2 separate regions of the Mus musculus genome follow, and region 2 is linked to region 1. The links are chromatin contacts, called in public HiChIP or PLAC-seq maps. All regions are on one chromosome and are shown on one strand. Each heading gives the region's core, a stretch centred on a gene start, on an enhancer-like site or on the middle of the called end of the contact. The rest is flanking DNA. Distances are from core to core; before and after follow the strand shown.

Evidence for each region. HiChIP or PLAC-seq counts read pairs in DNA pulled down with a chosen protein or histone mark.
Region 2: a contact with region 1 is called in a FOXA1 HiChIP or PLAC-seq map of pancreatic cancer cells. The contact joins two enhancer-like sites. A contact is called at or near these places in 3 of 484 Hi-C or Micro-C datasets (bone marrow-derived macrophages, embryonic fibroblasts and nephron progenitors), 7 of 115 datasets of contacts at active chromatin or transcription factors (bone marrow-derived dendritic cells, embryonic stem cells, microglia and 1 more) and 1 of 9 other capture datasets (embryonic stem cells).

What each region holds. Positions count from the first base shown.
Region 1 is chr7:144,993,051-144,995,867 of GRCm38.p6, forward strand. No RefSeq gene overlaps it. Among named protein-coding and RNA genes, the nearest start is that of Ccnd1, 55 kb to the left of the region's middle. Within about 2 kb of position 1,436, at least 37 of the 459 cell types and tissues checked have an H3K27ac peak or open chromatin away from gene starts, as enhancers often do. A contact at or near this core is called in pancreatic cancer cells, where this site is marked.
Region 2 is chr7:145,145,547-145,148,363 of GRCm38.p6, forward strand. No RefSeq gene overlaps it. Among named protein-coding and RNA genes, the nearest start is that of Gm45181, 20 kb to the right of the region's middle. Within about 2 kb of position 1,330, at least 22 of the 459 cell types and tissues checked have an H3K27ac peak or open chromatin away from gene starts, as enhancers often do. A contact at or near this core is called in pancreatic cancer cells, where this site is marked.

The DNA.
Region 1 (2,817 bases), core at 186-2,685:
CCAGGAACCCACTTACCTCCGACTCCCCAGCAATGGGATAGCAGGTGCACATTGCTCTGCCTGCCTTTCATGTGGGTGTTGGGCATCCAAATTCGGGACCTCATGCTTGTGTAGGAATCAATTACCAACTAAGCCCCTCCCCAGCTCAATGCCCTCCTTCTCCATCCATTTCCTCTTGCTTATCTTTATTCTTTCAGTCACCCTTTCACTCACTACTCAAGGGCTCACAGTGTGCATGCTGCTCTTCTGGCTAGGGCGTGTGGGATTTCTAGGTTTTGATGAAGGTGTGACTCAGAGGCGAGGGGAACCATAGGCTGCTGCCCAGATGGAACAGAGTGGGCCTGGGCCTCCTCTAGCTATGTCTGCATTAGTACCACCTAGATGGCATCTTGGGACTGAGACTCCAAGCCTGCATGGGGAGTTTCATTTGGCCTGGGGCCTCAATTGCCTCTGCCCAGTCAAAGCAGCCTGCCTGTTATGAAGCTGTTCCAACCTCATTGTTCTGTGGGGAAAGATGGCTGCCCCATGGTCTCCCTTCTGGGACAGTTGCTATCTAGAGGCAGGGTCTAGCCTCTGGAGTTGGGATCCTCGTCATCTATGGGATGGCCCTCCTCTGAAGCTCTGCCCCGCAGTCTGGTTGGCTGGCACTGTTCTACAGTGTGTAGTGGGGCCTGCACAATAGCTTCCCTCTCTCGTTGCCAGCCTGGCCTGTGAACAGGGCTCTGTTGATGCCTGGCTGCTCTCACTCCCAAAGAATTCAAAAAATGGTCCCATGTGTGAATGTGCATCCTGAGACTGTTGGGCAACTGCCTAGAGTGGGGTCTTGGAAGGCAGAGAGTGCCACCGCTGGTCACTGGGCTGTCACATTCATAGGAATCTGGACTGGGCTTGATGATGGTGGTGGCAAGAGTCAAGGGGATGTGAAGAAAACTCAGGCCATTAGCTCCCTGATGGCTGCCTGACATCATGATTGGTTGGACAGAGATGCTACCCTACCAGGCCAAGTAGATCGTCTCCCTAAGCCTCACTATGGAAGCAGAGTCAGGAGGGCTCCTGTACAGCACATTTTATTTTTTTTCAAAGATCTTGGCCTCAGCTTGGCCAGGGCCACTGAGCTGCACAGGAAGGTCCCTCTGCTTCCCAACCTTTGCATGTACATGCTGCTATGGTAAAGTCAAAGCTTGAGCATTTAGAGCTATAGGACTGTCCTGGGCTCCGGACAGTGTGTGGGCATGTTTCAGCTTTTGCCATCCAGAGCTATCAATAGTCCTGTCATGTACCCCAGGGAATGATAGTCACCCAGTATGAAGTGCTGTGTCCTGGGAGCCCAGAGAGGTTGCACAATGCCCTGCCACAGGTATAATGCAAGGCCCACATATTATATCCTGTTGGTTGGATTAGTGTCAATGAGCAAGGACCACAGTGACTCATGCTCGGCTGGGTGGCTCTTCCTGTGCCGGTTCTGGGATGCTGAATTGCCCCAGGCTCAGTAAGAACTCCTGAGCACTGTGCAGAGAGCCATACAGGGGCGACCTCAGGCTGAGTCTCATAGGCCTCTCTCTATAAAACCCTGGTCCAGGGCTTTGTGCTGGATCCTGACACAGAGGGGACTGATGATGGCAGATCCTGGTGTCCAGCCGAGGCCACACATGAGGGACAGACAGAAACACCAGACAAATGCAAGTCACCTGCTGTTCTCTGCCATCTTCCCAAGACCAAGGGACTCTGACTGCAGAGTGTAATGTCCTGTGGAGCTCAGGAAGTTTGTCACACATAGGACTCCATCAGAGAGAATGCAAGCCCAGGTGGCTGCCACTCAGATGGGCCCAAGCCATCTGGCACAGATAGAGCCAGAACCGAGTGCCCCCTCCTAGCGTTAGGGGTATGTAGAACTCTTACTATGAAGCTCTCTGAAGTGGCAAGTGGCCTGAAGGGACCCAGGAACTGTAGGAAATATTTTCACAAGTATCTGCAGAGAAAGGCCCTCAGACCTGATACTGAGCCACTGTTGGTGGGCTGAGGGTCCTTCCCCTCTTCAATTAGGGTTGACTACTTTCCCTTTATTGGTCCTATTCTACTTCATATTTCCATGCCCACATTTAGCCTGTCAGCGTTCAGATGATGCTAGCTGGTGTCCTGTAATTTTGACCTTTAGGACTCTAGGGTACCTGTCTGATGGGGAGCTAGCTTGAGGCAGTCTCCAGTGTTACCATGACTACAGGCCGATGGCAAGCCACTCTTTGGCTGCAGATGGGAATTGGTTCCATTGGTTTCCTTAGCCAGCCATAGAAGCCTGAGGTAGCTGTAGTCCTCCTCAGAGCTGCAGATCCACCTAGAAGAGATGATCCCCGGTTGGCATCCCAGAGGCAGGGAGGGCTTTGAGCTGACACTTGGCAGCACTGTATGGGCTCTCAGCTGGCATCACACCCCGTGGCTGAGAGTTCACACTCTCATCCAAACCCTGCACAGCCTTCAGTTTGAAGTTGTGTTGTCCCAATTCTGAATTGACAAATAAAGTGCCTCCCGTCCACACAGTCCATCTGGGAGGAAATCAGGACTAGTACCCAGGTGGGGGGACTTGAGACCATCTCTACCTTACCATCATTCTCGAATGTCCCCTTGCTGACCCGCCTTCCCTCCAGACATGCCTGCAACTATGGACAGCCACAATGTTGGCTTGTTCAACATGTCTCAAAGTTTCTGGCCATAGCACCTTGCAGGTGGGCTTGTTTAAGTTCAGTGACTCTCACTGAACCTCTATGTTTAGAAGTAGATGCCTGCCACCAGCCATTACTAACAAGAGTCACGGACTATCTA
Region 2 (2,817 bases), core at 80-2,579, 150 kb after region 1:
CAGTCAAAAGAAATAGACCCACGGGTGACAGATGGAGGATACAGGAGCCAGGGACTTCAAAGGTTGTTAGAGATGTATTCAAGATCCTGGCCTAGAGGCTCAGGCCTGTCAGTCCAGCCGCTAGCAAGGCTGAGGTAGGAGGATTGTAAGTTCAAAGCCAGCCTGGGCAATGCAGCGAGACTGTGCCTGTATTAATCTTTCAGTAGCTCTGACAAAAGCAATTTAAGTGAGGACAGGTCTGGTTTGGCTCACAGTTCCAGGGACAGTTCATCATAGTGAGAAAGCAGTGGTAAAAGAAACCCGATCACATTGTACCTCAAGAACAAACTTAGATTTACTAAGATTAATAATGTAAAAAAAAAAAAAATTATGCCGGACAGTGGTGGCACATGCCTTTAATCCCAGCACTTGGGAGACAGAGGCAGGCAGATTTCTGAGTTCATGGCCATCCTGGTCTACAGATGAGTTCCAGGACAGAGAAACCCTGTCTTGAAAAACAAAAACAAAAACAAAAACAAAATAATAATAATAATAATAATCCGCTAGGAAAATTCTGGAAGAAACAGGACCTAAATCTTTGTGACCTTAGATTAGGTAAAGATCTCATGTCAATTTCTCTGGAGGCACAATGAATACATTTAAAAAAATCTAGGGCTGGAGAGAAGACACAGCAGTTATAGTGCTTACTGAAGCCAGTGGTGATGTGTGCAGTGGGTCTCTGAGTTCAAGGCCAGCCTGGTCTACAGAGCAAGTTCCAGGACATCTAGGGCTACACAGAGAAACCCTGTCTCAAAACAGCAGCAGCAGCAGCACCAGCAGCAGCAACAACAACAGAGTGCTTGTTCTTCAATCATGAGACCTAGCATTCAAATCCCACATGAAGTGGCTCACAGTCATCTGCCACTCCAGCTATAAGGGATCAAATGCCCTCTTCTGGCCTCCCTGGGCACCTACACACACACAGACAAACACACACACTTAAAGAAAAATCAATCTAATACCTCTCTCTATAGATACAGATGATGTAGATTATAGATTATAAGCACAAACATAGATATAGATATATGAAGAAATCCTTAAACAGGATGTCATCAGAACTAAAACTATCTCCTGCTGAATGAAAAGGCACACACCATGCCAGGAACAAATATTTGTGAGCCACATAATTGACAAAGAATTTGGAACTCTCTCAGCAGTGGGAAAATAAGATACATGATTGACAATGAGCCAACTCTCTGAATGAGGTTTTCCCCTGAGCAAGAGAATACATGTGAATGGCTTCACCTCCACCAGTCACCAAGGCAACCAAACTAAAACCACATTGTGATACTATGATGTACTCCTTAAAGTGGTCAAACAATTGATAACTAGTTGTTTATTCTTTGGGGAGGGGCCCTCACAGTACAGTGTGCTTTGTGGATGCAGTTACAGGAAGGCATGTGTTCCTGGAGCGTATGGAAGTTAGTTCAAACATTATGGGAAAGAGCTGCTTGTAAAAGTATAAACTTATCTAAAATCCTAAAACCTGTACCCAAGAGAAAGGGACACATGGATGCTCAGGCATACTAGTGGAATCTTGTGTGTGTTTTTAGGAAGAATTGTGAAAACCTGCAAATGCTGCTTACAGCATCCCACTGAATAGAAGAATCTCCACAATGGATGAACAGTAGGATGTTTGGTGGAGTACTATACAGCAAGGTAAATAGAAGGAATAGTAATATATTTGTTGCTACACAAGATGCCAAAAAGCTAGAAGCTGTAAGATTCTGGTTCTGTGATATTCTTGGAAAGGACAAATTAGAGGTACAGAAAACAAGACTGTGTCCTCCATATATGGAAGCCCTAATTTTAACTGTTCCCTTATCTGGAGATAAGGCTTTGAGGACACAAAATAAGGTTAAAAGTGGTCAAGAGGCAGTGGTTCTCAACCTCCCTAATGCTGCAACCCTCTAATACAGTCCTCATGTATGGTTGGTTGGTGACTCCCAACAACCATAAAGTTATTTCATGGCTACTTCATAAATGTAATTTTGCTTCTATTATGAATAGTAGTGTAGATACCTGTGTTTTTCAGTGGTCTTAGGCGAGCCCTGTGAAAGGGTTCTTAAACCTTTAAAGGGGTCATGACCCCCAGGTTGAGAACAGATGCAGTAAGAAGTCCTGACCCAAAAGGATTAGTGTCTTTACAGAAAGAGTGAGAAGGCCGATTCTCCTCCACACACACCTCAACAGCAAGAAGGCCCTGACCTGACACCAGGCAAGAAGCCTCCTCAGACACTAAGACTGATACTGTGTGGATCTTAAGACTTCAGGTGTCCATAACCCCAGGGCCAAGTCCCAGATTCAACACATCTGTGGTGCAGCAGGGGCTAATGATAAAAGCAATTCCTTGGGACACGTGTGGGACTGCTCACTACATCACACTACAAGACATGGGTGATGGCAGGACTGTGTGACTTGACAGTGAGGTATTCCACAACTCTATGTGCTTGTCAGAATCCAGAGATCTCAGAGTGGGAGAGATGGCTCAGGTGGCACTTGACAAGGGATCCAGCTCAGTTCCCAGCACTCATGGTGAGCAGCTCAAAACCACGTGGCATTCTAGTTTCAGGGATCCAGCACCCTCTTCTGGTCTCCACAGGCACCTACACTCATATGCGTCCTCACTTCACACACCCACACCACACCCACCCCCACACACACCACACCACACACACACACATACACACACAAACACACATACCACATATACACACACATAAATCTAAAAAAAATTCACAGAACTTGCATAAAGAAACTGTACATGAACTGTCAATA